3 separate regions of the Sus scrofa genome follow, and all the other regions are linked to region 2. The links are chromatin contacts, called in public HiChIP or PLAC-seq maps. All regions are on one chromosome and are shown on one strand. The core of a region is the stretch at or near the end of the contact, and the rest is flanking DNA. Distances in the headings are between cores, read along the strand shown.

Region 1 (3,183 bases), core at 509-3,008, 78 kb after region 2:
AAGGAATGTAATTTGTTAAGGCAGGTCACCAGTTGAAAGATGGCATCTAGGGAGCATAGTCACCCCAATCCTGCAGTTTGGATCACACATAATTATTAAACACAACTTGAGGGTTTAACAAGAGGAATGTCCTTGTCACTGAAGAAAGTGGGCAAAATCTAGGCAGGCACTCAGGCCGGGGAAGCTTGCAGCATTCCTCTGAGCCTGGAGGAGTTTCCCATTCTATGGCCGCTTTCCCCTCCCTTCCTTTCTGGAGGGAAGGGAGGAAAGAAGAGGGAGAAAAGAAAAGAGGGAGGGGGGACAGTTTCAAAACAAAGTCACCTGACTACAACCTCATTCCCTTTTTCTTTGATTAGGACACCCTCCAACTCACTGCTGTTGGGGTTGCTAAAACAGAGGCCATGTTTACCACTTGAGGCTCTGGCCTTGTGAGAGAAGATGGTCCATCTTACTCCAGAATTCTTTGCCTCACCTCCTATCCAAGTGCCCATATTCCTCCCTTTAAATTTCATTGATGATCTAGATCTCGGAAATTTTCTGGGTTGAAGAGAAAGAAACTGAACATGATGGGAGGGGTGAGAAGGCTGCAAGGGAAAGGGGTAGGCAGCAGGGCACGTTGCACCTATTTCCCAATGCTTCCACAGTCGGTCCTGGCCGCTTGCAGGATAGAAAAGTGAGAAGCAGAAAGGCCAATGAGTAACTTAGTGGTCTTGGGTACACGGTATGTTCTCTACCCCCCACCCCCCCAACTCCAGCTGCACTAACTGTATTTCCTGTTCTGTTATCTAAAGTGTGAGTCTGGCACTCTCTGAAGACACAAGTGCCCACTTCCAGCCAAACAAAGCAGCCTTTCCTCCAGCCCAAGATGCCCCCCCACCCCCCGCCCCCGCCCAGTTTCTGTTCTCTGCTTCTCCAGCTGGAAAAGCAGGGCCCAGCTCTCACCTCCTCAGATTCGGAGGTGATGAGTAATGATCCACTGTGAGACTCTACAGTTTCAAGGAGTTCCCAACCTGATCAGTATTTAAAATCTAGACCAAATTATTGCACATTTTCCCACACTTTTCATTTCCTTTCCCTATAGTTCTGGCTGCTGAAGAATTAGTATCTCCTTTAATAGCAAAGGTGGCAAACATAAGTAGTAAGGGTAGGCAGAGGCAAAATCATAAAGTAGGTGGAGTATATCGTTGATGCTCTCATCTCCTCCCTTTCTCCTTCTCCCTCTATCGAAGTCAGGAAAAAATCTGAAAATGGTCATTTACACATTAATGTGAATTTAAAGCTCTCTAATTGTCTCTCACAGGGATTTTTATAAATTTTTTTTTTTTTTTGGCCACTCCTAGAAGCAGCCTTTCAGGCAGGTAGCCAGTGTATTTTTCAGGGAACATGGGAGCCTATATCAGGTAGAGAGCTCCTTAGAAACACTTGTATCCCTGGGAGGTTCCTGCTCACAGAGCTGCACTATGAGGGGATTTTGAAATAAATGGTCCACAGCCATTCATTTCGGGGACTTTTCCCCAGCCTCTGCCTCTCTGGTGGCTTTTCTGTCATTACCTACCTTCTTAGGCCAATACCTGGTGACACTCATGGTGACCCAGAAGGCTGGATCACGGGAAGTAGAGAATGGGCTGTGCTGATGATTTATTAAACTCTGTGGCTTCTTGCTCCTCCACAAGACTCCTCATCAGAGGGTGCGGCTTGGGTCATGCTGGGCACTCAGCAGCTTTGTGGTGGGTATCGGTTTGTGCTTCCTCCCCCTTGCTTTCGATTCAATGCTTTCCTGTTGCAGTCTGAGCAGTTCTATTTAACCGCAGCCCCACAGCAGCTACCACTGCATGCAAACTGGATCCAATCAGGGGCAAGTGTAGGGTAACCAGAGGGGAAGAGTTAAGAGGTAAGAAAGGAGAGTGCTAGAAGCCAACTGGAAATGAACAAAAAATTCCAAAGAGAGAACATCATGGTGAATAATAATTGAGAAAACATTCCAGTAATTTAAAAAAATATGTTCCAGCTCACATTCAGTTGTGGTAAAAGTCAATCCTGACCTGAGTTAATCAGTTCAAATACATTTTCATTAGAACATAGCCTTGGATGTATTTTTCAAAGAATTAAGAAATATATCAAATTAGATAAAGTTAATTTGGGTTTTAATCCAAGAATTAATATAAAATTAAGTAGCCAAATTCAGTTCTGATAAGGTTAATGACAATTTCAGGGTAGAATTTAGACTTCATATAATTGAGGTCCTAGAGAGGGTGTTCCAGGCAAGGGCAAGAGCATTTGTGAAGGCCCAGAAGCAGGAGGAAACAGTTTGTATTTAAAACACTGCAAGCCAGCATGAGTGATGCACAGACTGATGGCAGGTAGGCAGGTTACTGATCATGAAGGGCTTAGGAGCTATGCTAAGAAGTTTGGACTCCATAGCCTATGAACGGTGGGAACAACTAAATGATTTTTAAACAAAGGAGGTGAATTGTTCAGAATTACATTTACAAAAAAGTTTCTGATAAGTGGTGGAAAATGACACAAGAAGAGAAAAACCGGGGGCAGGAAACTAGCAAAGTCTTGCACAAATCCAGAGGCGATTGATTGCTTAGGCCAGATGGGGATGAGAGTAAGTGGGTAGATCCAAAGAAGTAGATTTAACTGGACTTGGTTGTTGATTGAATGTGATGAGTGAGCAAAAGAGTAAGCAAGGTTGAATCTTAGGTTTCTGGCTAGAGCATCCGGGCAGATGTTGTAGCATATATTTGGATAAGAAACATTAGAAGAGGAATAGTTTGAAGGAGTGAGTTAATATGGCTTCAGGAACTTCCAAATTGAAATGGTTCTAGAAGGCAGTTGAATATTTAAGTCTGGAGTTCAGGAAAGGTAGAGATTTGGAAATCACTGGAATGTAGATCTCAACTACATTGAAAGGGATATGATTTCTCAGAGAATGTGTAGAGGATAGAGAGGCTGGCATAGGATGGGGTCTTGAGCAACAGCAACACCTAAAACTCTTGTAGAGAAAAAGGAGCTTGCAAAGGATACAGAATATCCATGACTAAAGTAGGAAAACCATACTAGTGTGTGGAAACCAAAGGAAGATGGTGAGTCCATCTAGGAGGTCATTAGAATCAGATGCTGCTCAGAGTCAACTAAGATAGTGACTGATGTATCCACTGGATTTAGTAACATCATCAG
Region 2 (3,341 bases), core at 824-3,323:
AAAATGTGAAAACATAAACACCAAAGAAAGGCAGAATGGAAAATTGTACATATATTATGAATCTACAATTTTTAAAACTAAGAGTAGATAAAAAGACCAAATGATCACTAAAATAATAACAGTGGTATGACTGTGGATTTTTCTTACACTTTTCCAGACTTTTCAAATGTCTTTACTTTTAAATGTAATCACTTTTTAAATAACTCCCTCCCAAAAATCTTGTAATGGTGCCAGAGAAAATCTACAAAGCATAAATATGATTAATTACATGTAAACATAATAATTCTGTTGCCATATAAACTTACCTTAAAATGTCACAATGTTTGTTTGCAGTTACAACCACTTTCCTTAAATCTCCTAGAAAGTTTATGTCACAGGAGCCATAACATATTTTTTTACTTACTTTATATAGTAACATAATATCCAAAACTTGTGTGATTTACAGGTATTCTTTTCTCTAATAATCATCATAAAGATTAGAAGGTGCTGTAAATTTTGTAATAAAGTAAATGTCCTTCATGTTTCCAATTAAAGATCTAGCAAATAAATAAGGGCATATTCTCAGCAAAGAAAATACAGTAAAAAGTAATAATCAAAATATACATGTCCTCAAACTTCAATGAGTCTCAACACTTTCTGGACAAACAAAAGCATATGAAAACAGAATTAAACAAAAGTTTCTTTGCAGCTTACCACACTTACCATTTAGAGAAGTCAGCAAATTAGCACTACCTAGTTTTCTGGCTATTCATATTCAGAAACTCAACAACGTATTAGTGAGTAAGTAGTCCTCAATTATTCTTAATTGAATAGTGGACAAATACACCAACATGGCAACACCTCCCTGTTAGGTACTGGTTAAAATAGGCTATTTAATCTTTGAGGTTTAAAAGCCTCCCAGAATCTCCTCACAAAAGACAGATGAGGGTAAAAAGAGATGAAAAAGAAGCAAACAACAATTTAAAAATGCACCTGCCTCTGAACAAGGTTGTATACTTTAGAATGTAACCACTGCTTCTTGTACAACACTTTAGTGAGCAAGCAAAATTGTATTTTTAAAGGGATGTTATTTGTTAAAAGACAACGTATTATTAGGAAGACAATATCTGACTCCAATCAAAATATTATCTTCATGTTTCCCTTACCTCACAAAATACACACACACACACACGCTTTCTTCATATGTATAAATACATATGAGGTGGGAGAGCTACTCTTAGCCCAGAAACAGGTTCTGCAACATCCATAGATTCAACCTGTCTTTGTGAGACAATAAGTCCGTCTTGGCATGCTGTTTGGCTGATGCATTCAAAGAACCAGAGTCACTGCCAATATCCTGCAGAAGAAACTGACGTGAAGACCAGAAACTGTCCTAGGCAGTTTCTGGGGAAGGTGCTTCAGTCCAATGGTAATAGAGACACAGGCCTCTCATTGCCTGGCCTAGAGACCGAGGACACCAGAGCTGGACCATGATAACCAGACTGCAGTTCAAAAGTAGCAAGGGATAGTAAAATGACCCCTAAGAGTTTGTATAATCATCTAGTAAAGCCCAAACTTTGAGGAGCTGGTAGAACAGGGTTTTGCCAAGACAAGCACAAGAGGGTGAGGAAGATCTAAGTATGATTAATCAATGCCACCTAAGGCAGCAATTTGGGGTGTGTCCATACTGCACCTTGGTCACTGCCTAGCTGTGAAGAGAAGTTCCTTCAGCTACTGCAGCTAGATCTTCCAAAGGAGATACTTCCACCTTAACTTGTCCTAGATGAGGCTTAACAGCCAGGACTGAGAACACAGCCCTCTCTCTTGCCACAAACCCCACTAACAGACATAATAAACACCACAACATGTGCCAACTTTGTATTTACACCACCACCAAACAAAAGGTTCTTTGTCTTTTCCCCAAGTAAAGTTTTGATACTTCTAAATTCCAAGAGAGAAAGAGAACAGCAGACAAGCCCAGCAGGGGTAATCTGGGAGATTGCTATTTGCTGGTGGCCCTAGAGTCTACTCCCCCAGACTCTACAACTCTTAGTCACCCTGAGTTCAGGGAACTGCTCTCAGAGAGTGTAGATAAGTTACTAAATAACTGCATTTCATATTCCTAATTGTGTATCTTGTCTCCCTGATGATGTCAGTTCCTTGGGGGCAGGATTCTATCTTCCACTCGGTCAATGATTCCCACACAGCTAGAAGAGTAGAACAACCTATACTCCCTACCACATGATGCTAAGGGAAACACACAAATTAAGAATGACAACATACCACAGTCCTCCCTAACACACCACTAACACAGCAGAGCTACAGAGACAATAAATCTTAAAGGCAATAGCTACGGCTCCTACTAAAGTATTATCTAGAAATTTATGTATTTACATATATAAATTAATTAATATAATAATTGCTTTGCTTTTCTCACTCCTAGCTATGGCTTTTACCATGCCCTCTTCTTGGTTTACCCTTCTTTTTAAGGTCACACAGTTGGTATTCTCCTCAAAAAGGAGAGGAGGAGAAAAAGAACAGACCTATAGCAAACCTCCTACCACTGCCAATGAATACTGCAATTGTCCCATCCAGACGCCATAAGCATATGCTTTCAGATCTGAAGCCACTTTCCTCTTCCTATCAAGAACAGCAAAATCAACTGTCTTTGTCAGAGGAACACTCCTGGGCGGCTTCTTACAGACCTCTCATTTCTGCTCAAGAGGTCCCTGGTTCCTCTTTTATTCTCTCTTATTCCATTCACTGCAGCAGCCCAGACACCCCAAAAGCAGGACCGCCTGAAATGAGTGACCTTTCTATCTTTTGCACTAACATATCTGAGGGCAATCCCTGACACCAGATATGCATTCATGGGTTAACAAAACAGACATCCTAAGATAGTATCATTCACAAGGGCTGAGGACAGATTTCTTCAATAGACACCAAAAAGACTGTAACTTCTATGTAGTCTGGCATCTCAGGTAACATTCTGATGGAGAGATAAGGAGGCCTCCATCAAAGTCACACATAACACATACAAGCAGTTCCAAGACTTTGGAAAAATTGCAAAAAAAAAAAAAAAAAAAAAAAAAAGAAAAGAAAAAAAATTACTTTACAAGCCTTATAGGGATGCCAAAGCAGCTGCCTCTCCCTGCTAAGTTAGGCATTCAGCATATAGCAAACCTCTTACCACTGCAAAAAGTTAGGCATTCAGCATATAGCAAACCTCCTACCACTGCAAAAAGCAGGCACTTGCAAGGCAGTGGGGGGGAGAGCGACCAAAGGACCAAATCAAAACAACCCATCTCTAGCACTATCATGAAAAATAAGCAAACACAAACAATAAAAGCCCTTGGCTTCCC
Region 3 (3,266 bases), core at 198-2,697, 80 kb before region 2:
GGAAAGTTATACTTCCAGTTATAAATTTAAGACTAGTTTTCTAACATCAGAAAAATCTATGTGCAAAAAAGGGATTAAAAAAGGAAAAAGAGAAATGTAGATAGACGTCATAAAAATAACATCATTAAGAAGACCTGCTCAACCCTTTGCATAACTATAGGACATGGAGTTTCCATCACGGCTCGGTGGTTAACAAATATGACTAGGAACGATGAGGTTGTGGGTTCAATCCCTGTCCTTGCTAAGTGGGTTAAGGATCCGGTGTTGCCGTAAGCTGTGGTGTAGGTCACAGACGTGGCTCAGATCCCAAGTTGCTGTGGCTCTGGCATAGGCTGGAGGCCATAGCTCTGATTAGACCCCTCGCCTGGGAACCTCCTTATGCCACAGGAGCGGCCCTAGAAAAAGGCAAAAAGACCAAAAAAAAAATAATAATAATTATAGAACATGACAGTAAAATGAGATCGGTTTTTGTCCGTACACAAACAATAAGCTCTGAACTCTCACGGTCTGTAAAATTTATTTTCCCTTCCTTTTAGCTGGAAGAAGGGTGGGTAGAAGGGGGAATATTTTAATAACTTTATCACATAATTATGAATATTCTTTGATACTACACCAAAACTTGACAAGTTGTAGTTTCTTTTTCTTTTCCAGCCTTACTGAGCTATATTTAACATACAACATCATATAAGTTTAAGGGGGTATAAGATGATGATATGTGAAATGTAAAATGTGAAATGATTACCACAGTAAGATCAGTTAACATGTCCTTGACCTCACACAGTTACTGTTTTTGTGTGTATGTTGTGAGAACATTTGTATTTTTGCATTTAAGTATGTTCTTTTCCTCAAATACTAATAAGCATCTGCTATGTTCTAGGCATGGCAGATGTTTTTGCCAGATAATAACTTCAAGAGTCTGTCAATAATGCTCTTTTCTCATATCTCCCACCTAGTATTGGGCTGGGTTTACAAAAGCTGCCCAATAATACCTGTGAAAATATTTCTTTCTTCAAGTGAACACGGGTACATATTGGTAGCACTATACCCAATGATGAAGTACGAGATCCTTGTAAAAGGAGTCTACTTCAATAACAACCTGCCTCTGGTGACCAACCTACACCCCATTCTGACTGATGTGTCACACGGGACATACCTGTCCACTGAGGGGGGCAGCGGCAGTTGTAAGTGTTGACCCCATCCACACAAACCCCTCCATTCTGACACTTGTGGTTAGGGCAGTCATCAATATTCCTCTCACAGGTGATGCCTTCGAAACCTAGGACGAGAAGAACAAGAGAAAATGATAAATTATCACACAGATAATGTGATCTGCTCTTCGCCACAGGACGTGGTCGTCAGAACAGACTGACTTCATTATTTCAGTTCAATTGTCAGCAGCTGGTCAACCCAAGACTCACCACAGAAAAAAATCCCCCAACCTTCTGTCTTCTCTTACTTCAAGCACGGACAGTTAAAAATGACTCATTTTGCCAGTGACATGCCTTCATAGTTACCTCACAAGTATTTCAAAGTGTTTTCATGAAATAAAATCCCAGTGAAGATAAATGTCTACACAGGACAGCTATTAAGAGGTTCTTTAAAAAAAGGGAGGAGGGTATTAGATTTTCCCCAGCTCCGTGCTAGATTAATGGGAAGAACAGATGAAAGATTGCCTAATTAAATTTAAATTCCTTTTAATTTTTTTTCCCCTGGAATGACTGCTTGGGAAAATCAGAGGAGAATGGGGGTGGGGGCATAAAAAAATACTGAACATAAAATCTGAATATATGGGTCAAAGTCACCCTCACTGCTTTTAAGCTATTTAATACATGGTAAATTACAAACTCTGAAAACAGCTTCCTCATCTGTAAAACGAGGCTGATTTCACCTGCCCAGCCTGCTTTTCTAGGTTGTTCTAAGTGCCACATCATGAGTAAAATACAGTATAAATATAAAGAGCTATCTGAACATGGGGTGGCATTATTACTAATTAAACTTGTCAACCCTTCAAATTCTTCATCCTTTTCTCCACTTTTATAGCATTGCTTCCTTCCTCTTGATTTTTTCCTTTTACGAAAATGAAACTAGCACACCAAACTTCACCCTAACTGCCCATACTGCTGTGCTCCTCTATAATTTATATATTGGGCTTTTTTCTTTCTCCTTGCTACAAAATCTCATAGCTATTAAAATAAAAGACTACCAGTTTTAAAACAAGACAGAATGTTCACTGAACATTCTCTTATTTGAAATACAGTATGACTAAATATTTGACCTCTATCAAAATGTTCCCTAAGGTTCCTCTCTCTTACTCAAAACACTTGTGAGTCTTACACTATGCACCAGCACAACTGTGTAAAGGAGAGTCCCTGCTTTCGGGGCATTTACAGTCTGGTGAGACATCAATTACACCTCGCTTTATTCACTCCTTACCACAAGCTACTGTGGCATTCTATATCTTCTCTGTTACACTGAACGTGGCTGGTTTCTCTAACTACAGTAGCAGTTATGTAAATGAGTATGAACCAAGTTACTGAAAAAACTACCCAGAGACCAAAGGAAATCACTTTGTGGAAGATGCGGATAAATGAAAACTTGACTGAAGAGAAATTACATTTCTCCAGGTATTTGGTACTCAGTCCATTCAAGTAGATGAATCATTATGTCAGCTTGAGAAAGACTCTGAAAAATGTTATAGACTCAGACTTTTTAAATTATTCATATTACTCATATATCTGTTTAATCATATGAAAGTCTTCCAAATGGACTAATGAGTCAGAAAGTGTCGAACTGTTTAAGCCCACCCACAATTACGATAAATTGAGGGCAAATCTATAGATAGATGTATAGTCCCTGAACAACTGAGGTCTGTGTTCCTAGTCTAGTGCTCCTCAATGGAAACATTCTTCAGGAAAGTTAGAGAGTGGTTTAGATTATGGGATGATGGGATACATAAGGGGTCCTGCCCAACACTATTAGAATCTGTATGGTCTGGTGGTATCCTAGAATTGATATTGGTCATCCTCCCCCAACCTGATCTCCCTGGTGACAAAGACAAAATGTGGTTGACTAGGGTGTCAAGGAGGTGATGAAAGCTTTGAAGCCAAACTATAAGGAATTGAAATTATGACCCTGTATTTATACTAGCCAGTGCTACAACTAACTGAACTTACTAACCACAGGCAAATTAAGAAAGCAGAAGCATTTCAACATAGCCACAGCGTTTAAGAACTAAAATGTTGTCTTTTTGTGACTATTTTTAAGGT

Evidence for each region. HiChIP or PLAC-seq counts read pairs in DNA pulled down with a chosen protein or histone mark.
Region 1: an H3K27ac HiChIP or PLAC-seq map of alveolar macrophages shows a contact between it and region 2, with 2.9 times the contacts expected there. The contact joins two enhancer-like sites. A contact is called at or near these places in 13 of 47 Hi-C or Micro-C datasets (blood, brain, embryonic fibroblasts and 7 more) and 2 of 2 datasets of contacts at active chromatin or transcription factors (alveolar macrophages and skeletal muscle).
Region 3: an H3K27ac HiChIP or PLAC-seq map of alveolar macrophages shows a contact between it and region 2. The contact joins two enhancer-like sites. A contact is called at or near these places in 5 of 47 Hi-C or Micro-C datasets (blood, embryonic fibroblasts and skeletal muscle) and 2 of 2 datasets of contacts at active chromatin or transcription factors (alveolar macrophages and skeletal muscle).

Annotation. Positions count from the first base shown.
Region 1 is chr4:100,909,051-100,912,233 of Sscrofa11.1, reverse strand. All of the region lies in intron 2 of LOC110260433 (a long non-coding RNA gene), which reads left to right. Among named protein-coding and RNA genes, the nearest start is that of NOTCH2, 41 kb to the left of the region's middle. Within about 2 kb of position 1,758, at least 21 of the 83 cell types and tissues checked have an H3K27ac peak or open chromatin away from gene starts, as enhancers often do. A contact at or near this core is called in alveolar macrophages, where this site is marked.
Region 2 is chr4:100,987,648-100,990,988 of Sscrofa11.1, reverse strand. All of the region lies in intron 1 of NOTCH2 (neurogenic locus notch homolog protein 2), which reads right to left. Among named protein-coding and RNA genes, the nearest start is that of NOTCH2, 38 kb to the right of the region's middle. Within about 2 kb of position 2,073, at least 4 of the 83 cell types and tissues checked have an H3K27ac peak or open chromatin away from gene starts, as enhancers often do. A contact at or near this core is called in alveolar macrophages, where this site is marked.
Region 3 is chr4:101,066,987-101,070,252 of Sscrofa11.1, reverse strand. NOTCH2 (neurogenic locus notch homolog protein 2) reads right to left here. Exons shown (of 34, transcript XM_021090691.1): 5 at 1,154-1,276. Among named protein-coding and RNA genes, the nearest start is that of NOTCH2, 120 kb to the right of the region's middle. Within about 2 kb of position 1,447, at least 14 of the 83 cell types and tissues checked have an H3K27ac peak or open chromatin away from gene starts, as enhancers often do. A contact at or near this core is called in alveolar macrophages, where this site is marked.